3 separate regions of the Mus musculus genome follow, and regions 1 and 2 are each linked to region 3. Evidence: chromatin contacts called from public promoter capture Hi-C data. All regions are on one chromosome and are shown on one strand. The core of a region is the stretch at or near the end of the contact, and the rest is flanking DNA. Distances in the headings are between cores, read along the strand shown. Region 1 overlaps Jup (junction plakoglobin). Region 2 holds the start of Tubg2 (tubulin, gamma 2). Region 3 holds the start of Dhx58 (DEXH (Asp-Glu-X-His) box polypeptide 58).

The links. Promoter capture Hi-C pulls out the DNA fragments that hold promoters and counts their contacts.
Region 1: a promoter capture Hi-C map of embryonic stem cells shows a contact between it and region 3, with 3 times the contacts expected there. The contact joins the enhancer-like site here to the promoter of Dhx58 in region 3. A contact is called at or near these places in 15 of 39 promoter capture datasets (the 3T3-L1 cell line, the C10 cell line, the HPC-7 cell line and 10 more), 6 of 15 datasets of contacts at CTCF or cohesin (the NIH/3T3 cell line, embryonic stem cells, large pre-B cells and 2 more), 90 of 484 Hi-C or Micro-C datasets (B cells, the Ba/F3 cell line, the C2C12 cell line and 45 more), 13 of 115 datasets of contacts at active chromatin or transcription factors (bone marrow-derived dendritic cells, embryonic stem cells, forebrain and 4 more) and 4 of 9 other capture datasets (adipose tissue, embryonic stem cells, liver and 1 more).
Region 2: a promoter capture Hi-C map of the C10 cell line shows a contact between it and region 3, with 3 times the contacts expected there. The contact joins the promoter of Tubg2 here to the promoter of Dhx58 in region 3. A contact is called at or near these places in 3 of 39 promoter capture datasets (the C10 cell line, the HPC-7 cell line and neural stem cells), 1 of 15 datasets of contacts at CTCF or cohesin (large pre-B cells), 1 of 115 datasets of contacts at active chromatin or transcription factors (bone marrow-derived dendritic cells) and 1 of 9 other capture datasets (embryonic stem cells).

Annotation. Positions count from the first base shown.
Region 1 is chr11:100,374,982-100,378,022 of GRCm38.p6, reverse strand. It overlaps Jup (junction plakoglobin), which reads left to right. Exons shown (of 14, transcript NM_010593.2): 9 at 1,025-1,300. Among named protein-coding and RNA genes, the nearest start is that of Hap1, 20 kb to the right of the region's middle. Within about 2 kb of position 1,777, at least 33 of the 459 cell types and tissues checked have an H3K27ac peak or open chromatin away from gene starts, as enhancers often do. A contact at or near this core is called in the C2C12 cell line, adipose tissue, embryonic stem cells and 2 more, where this site is marked.
Region 2 is chr11:101,154,292-101,157,155 of GRCm38.p6, reverse strand. It overlaps Tubg2 (tubulin, gamma 2), which reads right to left and starts at 1,272. Exons shown (of 11, transcript NM_134028.2): 1 at 988-1,272; 2 at 596-708; 3 at 236-403. The coding sequence starts at 1,036.
Region 3 is chr11:100,702,825-100,705,543 of GRCm38.p6, reverse strand. Dhx58 (DEXH (Asp-Glu-X-His) box polypeptide 58) reads left to right here and starts at 1,273. Exons shown (of 13, transcript NM_030150.2): 1 at 1,273-1,373; 2 at 1,475-1,643; 3 at 1,849-2,050; 4 at 2,275-2,465. The coding sequence starts at 1,476. It overlaps Kat2a (K(lysine) acetyltransferase 2A), which reads left to right. Exons shown (of 18, transcript NM_001038010.2): 18 at 113-798. The coding sequence ends at 306.

The DNA of each region.
Region 1 (3,041 bases), core at 528-3,027, 330 kb after region 3:
TAGGGATATATGGTAAGGATCCAGAAGAGCAGGGCCTAGAAATAGGAAGCAGCTCCCATGGCCTTTTTTGCTTCAACATTGGCTCTGCTCTTAGAGACTGAGTCTTTTCATTTATCTGTCCCACCATATGGTTTTTTTTTTTCTCGTTTTTCGAGACAGGGCTTCTCTGTGTAGTCTTGGCAGTCCTGGAACTCACTCTGTAGACCAGGCTGGCCTCAAACTCAGAAATCCGCCTGCCTCTGCCTCCAGAGTGCTGGGATTAAAGTCGTGCGCCACCACCGCCCAGCTATTATTTATTTTTAGAGTCTTCACTTATTTATTTTGTTTTGGGGGGACAGGGTCTCACTCTATAGCTCTGATGGTCCTGGAGTTCTGTAGACCAGGCTGGCCTCGAACTCACAGAGATTCTTCTGCCTCTGCCTCCCGAGTACGGGGGATTGAAGGTGTTTGTCACCATTCCTGACTCTGGCTATTTTTTGAAACAAGGACCCTGAGATGTAACCCAGGCTGTCCTTAGACTTTCAATCCTCCTGCCTCAGGCTCCTGACTGCTGAGAATACTATAGACATGTCCCACCTTAGCAATCTAGTTCCTTTATTACTATTATTATTATTAAAAAAAAAAGTACAGTCTCAGGTATCCCAAGCTAACCTCAGATTGTAGCCAAGGTTCGCCTTGATCCTCCTGCCTCAGCCTCTCCCTACTTGCTGGGGTAAGTTCTGTGCCATCACACCCACTCTGTGCGGTGCTGGGTATCCAACCCTTTGTGTGTCCTAACTGAGCTAAAGCCCCAACCTTAGCTCTAGATTCCTTCAGTTCTGTGCCTACAGCCCCGCCCACAAGCCCCCAGTTCCGTTCCAGGAGTAGCCAGGATGCTCCTGACTCTGCGGTTGTTGCTGAAGTGGGACTCAGATTCAGAAGAGATGACAGGAAGGACAAAATACCTAAAGCCGGGGATCAGGGATCCTCCAGATGTTTAAGGACTACCCGCCCCTCCACTCATCACTGCCTCCTTTCTTGCCAGGCAACTATTGGCCTGATCCGGAACCTGGCTCTGTGCCCAGCCAACCATGCCCCTCTGCAGGAGGCCGCGGTCATTCCCCGCCTCGTCCAGCTGTTGGTCAAGGCCCACCAGGACGCCCAGCGCCATGTGGCTGCAGGCACCCAGCAGCCCTACACGGATGGTGTGAGGATGGAGGAGATCGTGGAAGGCTGCACCGGAGCCCTGCACATCCTCGCCCGGGATCCCATGAACCGCATGGAGATCTTCCGGCTCAACACCATTCCCCTGTTTGTCCAGGTGAGTCCGGTACAGATGGGCAGATCTGTCCCCAGGTGCTGCTGAGGGGTTTGGAATGTGTGGGCCAGGAGTAGTCTAGGTCTGTGTAGAGAAGGGTGGATAAGTGGCTTTCCGAACTTAGATCACGAGAGCCTTCTTGAAGTGCAGCCACATGCAGACATGAAGAGCATCTGCAGATTCAAGAAACAGGAAAGGGACAAACATGGAACCTAGGAGCCAGCGCCTCAGCACACCGGAGCTCATTAACACTGGGTCCTAACAGTGTGGTGCTCACAGAGTCAACAAGTGGCTCCCAGGTGGCTCATAAGCAGAATGCTCGGCCCAGGAATTTACAGAAATGAAATTTAGCTCCCAGTGAGAGGCCATTTTCCACTGTCAAATTGGCCAGCTTGAGGGTTGGATAAACTGAGCGTCTTGGGTCTCGCCTACTTGGGGGAAGGGCAGTCTGGGAGCTATCCTTTGGCCTGGAATTCAGATGGGACTCTCTCTTGGGGAAAATCATTTAGCATAACTGAACCGAGATAACTACTGCAGACACAGCTGTTAAAAACAAGCCCTTTGTCTAATGGTGAGGAAGTAGTTTTGAAGGAAACCACTGGGTGTGGTGGTACATGCTTCTCATTCCAGCTCTGAGGAGCGGAGGCAGGAGGATTAGCCATGCAAGACCAGCCTTGGATATACTCAGTGAGCTCAAGGCTAGCCTGGGTTATCTTTGACTTTAAAAATAATCTGGTGGCGCATGCCTTTAATCCCAGCACTTGGGAGGCAGAGACAGGTGGATTTCTGAGTTTGAGGCCAGCCTGGTCTACAGAGTGAGTTCCAGGACAGCCAGGGCTATACAGAGAAACCCTGAAAAACCAAAAAAAAAAAAAAAAATCTAAAGAATGGCAGTGTGTGATATTGCCCTGGGGAGGCTGAGACTGGGGCATTGAGAGACAGTTCTAGGGTAGCCTGGGCTAATAGCAAGACCTTATCTTTTAAACAAAATAGAAGAATGCTTTAATATGTCATACTGCCATGTGCAGTGAGGCCTCACAAATCATGGGATGCATTTGTTTTGCTTTGTGGCCCTGGGGATTGAGTCAGGGCCAAGCTCAGGGGCAAGAACTCTACCCCCAAGCTACATCCCCAGCCCAAGATTTTTTTTTTCCTTTGAAAATATTTTTTATCAGTTTTCAGAGTTAAGGTCTCATCCTGACCTACCTTCAGTGGAATGAACTCATAGGTTTGTAGGACAGACTTTGAACTAATACACAGGAACGTGCCTTATTCTACCATGGCAGGCAGAAATCAGCATTATTGGTGGGGCTGGGAGATGACTGCCAGTGGGGCTTTGCCGTGCATCCTCGAGGAGCTGAGATCAGATTCCCAGCACTCAGGTGCTGCAGCAGCTTTTAACCCGAGCAGCGTGGGAGGAGCGGAGACAGGAGGAGTGAGCCTTGCCAGACCTGGAGCTGCAGGTTCAGAGACAGACCCTGCCTGAAAAATTGAGACGCAACAGAAGGGAACATGTGACTCCAACCTCTGATCATCATACACAAGAACATACACTCAAGTGCACACGTGCCCCAAAACACAGTCACCACGATACACACATATAGAGACACATGCGAACATACCTATAGCGAGATTGGGCACACCTTTAATCCCAGCACTCAGGAGGCAGAGGCAGGTGCAACTCTGTGAGTTTCAGGCCAGCCTGGTCTACAAAGGGAATCCAGGACAGCCAGGGCTATTATAC
Region 2 (2,864 bases), core at 23-2,522, 450 kb before region 3:
GACACACCAGAAGAGGGAGTCAGATCTTGTTAGGGATGGTTGTGAGCCACCATGTGGTTGCTGGGATTTGAACTCTGGACCTTCAGAAGAGCAGTCGGGTGCTCCTACCCACTGAGCCATCTCACCAGCCCCCGTCTCTTTATTTCTTGCAAGTCTAACCTGGACGGATCCCCAGACTGGCTTGAGCCTTTCCTTATCCTAGGCTAGGATTACCAAGGAACTCTAGGAGTGACACCTGGGAGAATCCTCTGCCCCAGTTGTTGCCAGCTCCTCCGCCATGCTCCGACAGGTAGATGTTCTCCGGGTTGTAGAGCTTAGCATAGGAGGAGTTGAGGATGGAATGGATCACCCGGGGCTCCAGGTCCAGCAGCACAGCCCGGGGGATGTAGTGCTCATCATCTGCCTGTCAGAGGTAAGCCAGGATGGGTCAAGTCCTGAAGCCTCCCAACTCTGGCTCCTGCAGGCCCTCCCTTAAGATAGCCACTCTGTTCCCATCCATCCACTCAGAGAGTTTCCCAGCACCAGATCGCGCTGCCAGTCCCTTCAGGTCCCCATGGTCCTGGTCAAGTCACTGGGGGGGAGGGGCGGGGGGCACCTGGTAGAAAAAGACATCCTTTCGGTCAGTGCCCTCGGTGGCGAACTCCTCTACGATGCCCTCGGGGCTGATTCCATGTTCAGCACACAGCTGTTTCCAGAACTCGAACCCAACTGGGGGAGGAGGAAGAGGCCCAAGTCTGCTACAGCTTTAAGGCCTGAGGAGCCCAGGCTCAGAGGCTATTACATTCCAGAAGGTGACCCAAGACACCTGGGTCTGGAAGTTGTCACAGCCCAGGGCTAAGGAGGCAGCTCTTGCCTGGATCATCATGCGCAATAGAAAAGGTGGATCATGGGAAGGACAAAGGGGATTGATGGGTACCAGGCACTTGAGTGCAGCCTGAGGGATTGAACCAGAGGGATAGAAGCGGGGCACCGTGGTCGCTTGCTCACTCTGGTTGCCGCACTGGCCCAGCTGCAGGGTGATGATCTCCCGGGGCATCGCCGATCAGACCTAGCTCGTCCGCCCCGGCCTGGCGGCGGGGGTCACGACTGAGAGGAACTCCTGCCAGCCGGAGGCGCAGGACATGGGGAACGCGCTGTCGACTGATGTTTTGACGCGGGCGCTGGGTCTGCGCGTGTGCAGTGTGGGCCTCTCCGCAGCCGGCGGGCGGCAGAGCCCATCCTGGGCATCATTTTCTCTCTTAGCAATTGCAGCTGGAATTCAGCACAGGCGCAGAGCGAGGCCACGCTTCCTGTCACTATGTGCGCTTGCGCACGGTAACATTTGGCCAGCCGAGGATCCCCAGGGGTGTGGGGGAGGGAAGGGAGAAGTGGCCAGGTGGATGCACCAAGTGTGGGAGTCACCTGCCTACACCTGCCGGATATGCTAAATTGAGGGGCTACATTTAAGCCAACTCTTTTCAAGTGAGCATGCAAGGGAAGTGCTACTATATGTGGGTGTACATGTATGTGTGTTTACATATATTCTTTTTTTTTTTTTCTTTTTGGTTTTTCAAGACAGGTTTCTCTGTGTAGCCTTGTCTGTCCTGGAACTCACTCTATAGACCAGACTGCCTCAAACTCATAGATCTGCCTACCTCAGCCTCCCGAGTGCTGGGATTAAAAGCGTTCAGCTATTTTCATATTCTTACACTATGAAAAATACAAAGTTTGTCAGCTGGGACCAGGTGTGGTGGCTCGTGCCTTTAATCCCCAGCACTTGGGAGACAGTGGGAGGCAGATCTCTGTGAGTTCTAGGTCATCCTGTTTAGTGAATATCAGGCCAGCTGGAGCTACATAGTGAGACCCTGGGTAATAAAATAAGTCATCTCAGGCTGGCAGGTGTCATAAAGGCCCTTACTGCCAAGCCTGACCACATCGGAGTTTGATTGCAGGGTCCTCATGGTGGAAATAAGGAATCAAGAACGAACTCCTGGATTATCCTTTGACCTCTCTATATGCGTACTCTTGGAGTATGCAAACCTGCAAGGAATAAATAAATAAATGTAATTAGAAAGTACGTCCAGACACTGGTTTAAGTTCGGGGACCCCAGTGGAGAAATCAGGGCAAGGACTGAAGGAGGCTGAAGGGATTTGCAGCCCCATAGGAAGAACAACAGTATCAACCAAACAGAACCCCCTCCCCCAAAGCTCCCAAGGACTAAATCACTAACCAAAGAGAACACATTGGGGGACCCATGGCATAGCTGGATATGTAGCAGAGGATGGCCTTGTTATACATCAATGGGAGGGGAGCCCCTTGGTCCTGTGGAGGCTCAATGGTCCAGGGTAGGGGAATGACAGAGTGCTGAGGCAGGAGTGGGTAGGTGGGTGGGGGAGCACCCTCATAGAGGCAGGGGGAAGAGGAAAGGGGATAGGGAGTTTGTGGAGGGGAAACTGGGAGGGGGGATAACATTTGAAATGTCAATAAAATAACCAATAAAAATGAAAATATAGGGGCTGGAGAGATGGCTCAGTGGTTAAGAGCACTGACTGCTCTTCTGAAGGTCCTGAGTTCAAATCCCAGCAACCACATGGTGGCTCACAACCATCCATAACAAGATCTGACACCCTCTTCTGGTGTGTCTGAAGACAGCTACAGTGTACTTAAGACATATAATGAATAAATAAATCTTTTTTTAAAAATGAAAATACACACAAACACACACAAACACACATATATATATATATATACATATATATTTGAAAAAGAAAGAAAGTACATCCAGATAGAGGCATACCTTTCAGTTGAGCACTCAGAGCCAGAGGCAAGTGATTCTAATCTACATAAATTCTAAGACAGCTCAGGCTACATTGTATCTTAATTA
Region 3 (2,719 bases), core at 24-2,523:
GCCCCCAGTCTTGACAGGGTAGCCTGACTCCTGTCTGCATGTACCATGGTGGGCAGCCCCAGTTACAGCCCTTCACCTCTTAAAGTCATGTGCCTTCTCTCTCGTGACCCAGACCTGAAGACCATGACAGAACGGTTGCGCAGTCGCTACTATGTGACCCGGAAGCTCTTCGTAGCTGACCTGCAGCGGGTCATCGCCAACTGCCGGGAGTACAATCCCCCAGACAGCGAATACTGTCGCTGCGCCAGTGCCCTGGAGAAGTTCTTCTACTTCAAGCTCAAAGAGGGAGGGCTCATCGACAAGTAGCCCCCAGCTGGGATCCGCAACATCCACCTCCATCTCCTCAGATCCGTTTGGGGGCTCCCGGCCCCCTCTCCCGGACTCAGCTGGAGAAACTCCAGCCAGGGACCCCAGATCTTACAGACTTTCTGGCCAGCAGGCACTCACTCCCAAGCCAGCAGCTCTCTTTCCACCTTCCTTGCATCCCACCTTGGGGAGACGTCTGGTCTGGGGCCAGCCCGTTGTAGAATGTCTGGTGGCCAGGGCATGAACTGTTGGTCCTTATAGAGCCATGCAGGCTGAGCATCCTGAGCCTGGTCCCCATGCCTGTTTCCCAGGGCCAGGACTATTCAGTGAGTAGCCTTCACATGGAAACAGCCCAGACTGGAGGAACCATGAGGGGCCTTGGCTTATCCTACACTGTTGTCTATCTGTCCCTCCAGGATTGGGGGCAGGAGGACCATTCATTCCTTGGCATTAATCCCTCGGAGGGAACAATAAAGCTTTTTTTTTCCCCTGTGTGATTGTTTTTTGGGGGGGGGGTCCGGCTTTAGACTTAGCAGGCTGACCTTTGCTTCTCGAGTCCTGACTCTTCTAACCTGAAAGCCTAACTTCAGGCTACACTGGTGCCACTGACCCCTGCAATATATAGTGGGGTGATGGACCTGGCTGACTGCCGTCCCTCACCTCCTCTGCTTCAATAACTTCCAGCCTGTCTCCCCTGCAAAGGGAGAGCAAGAGCTTGTCCTTAATGCCTGCCTATTTCCTGACTCCTGGTCCAGGAAACAGGCAGCCAAGGTCAGCCCCTCCAGGCCTTAAGCTCAGCCCAGATGGACAGGGTTACTGCCAACTGAAAACAGATGAGGAAATAGGGAACCCAGGAGCAGTGACTGTCAGCATCTCCCTTGCCAGTCTTCAATTTTTTTTTTTTTTTTTTTTTTTTTTTGATGGCTGGGTTGGGCTCCAGCTCTGGCTGGCTCCTCCCCTTGTTTCAGTTTCATTTCTAGAGCTCCAGAAACCTCCGCAGAGACCAGCCTAGTCTGCTGCTATTCATTTCCAAACCCCATCCTAATCCTGGCCAGTGCAGGCTCCAGGTAGTTATCTACGAGTTCTTGGCTAAGAACAGCCTCTGAAGCTTACTGGGCTGGCTGGGAGGAAGGGGACAGTACGTGTTCTGATCTCTCTGCCATTCCAGAATGGAGCTGCGACCCTACCAGTGGGAAGTGATCTTACCTGCTCTGGAGGGCAAGAATATCATTATATGGCTGCCCACGGGTGCTGGGAAGACCCGGGCAGCTGCCTTTGTAGCCAAGAGGCATCTAGAGACGGTAGACAGAGGCAAGGTGGTGGTACTGGTCAATAGGGTGAGTGGTCTGCCCTTCCCAAAGTGGGGTCTCTTAGCTCATCTCTTCTAGACGACCGCTCTGCCAGGTCTCCTCTCCTTGGTTCAGGAGATGGCTGGGTCCTGACATCTTGCTCCTCCCACCTTCCCCCACCCCAACTCCCAACAACTGCCATTTTCCACCCCCCACCCCAATCCAAGTTCTCTTCATTACTCTTCACTCCTAGGTACACCTGGTGAGCCAGCACGCCGAGGAGTTCAGGCGCATGCTGGATAAACACTGGACTGTAACAACCCTGAGTGGGGACATGGGATCCCGAGCTGGCTTTGGCCTGATGGCTCGGAGCCACGACCTGCTCATCTGTACGGCAGAGTTGTTACAGTTGGCACTCAACAGCTCTGAGGAGGATGAACACGTAGAGCTCAGAGGTGAGGGGGAAAGCCGTGACCTGCTCACAGGACGTGCTCCTGGGCAAGCAAGCCTCCTTCCTCTAGCCCAGCCTCGCTTTCATTCCTACCTGCTCCCTGTCTGGGACCCAGCCCAAAGTAGGGAAGGGAAGAGGAAAACTTCAGAGAAAAATGAGGGCTTCACAAAAGTGCTATGAGAAAGAAGCAGCAGCAGCAGCCGTCCACTGTCTCTCATGTGCCCCCAGAATTCTCGCTGATTGTGGTGGACGAGTGTCACCACACCCACAAGGACACCGTCTACAACACCATCTTGAGCCGGTACCTAGAACAGAAGCTGAAGAAGGCAGAGCCCCTCCCCCAGGTCCTGGGTCTCACAGCCTCCCCAGGCACTGGAGGGGCCACCAAGCTCCAAGGGGCCATTGATCACATCCTACAGGTCAGCTGAGCCCCTCCCACCATAGATCTTTGCTTGTCTTGCCTCCCAGTCCTACCAAATATACTCTTCATACTATGGCTATGCTCGTCTCTTCCGCTACCTTGAGCATATGAGGCTTGTGGGACCCTTTGAACTTACTATTCCTTTTGCCTGGAAATGCCCTTGCTTTTGAACCTCCATCAGATTCGTTTTCACCATTCAGTGAACAGCCCTGTCATTGTCACAGTCTCCCCTGGCCATCCCCACTACTCTGT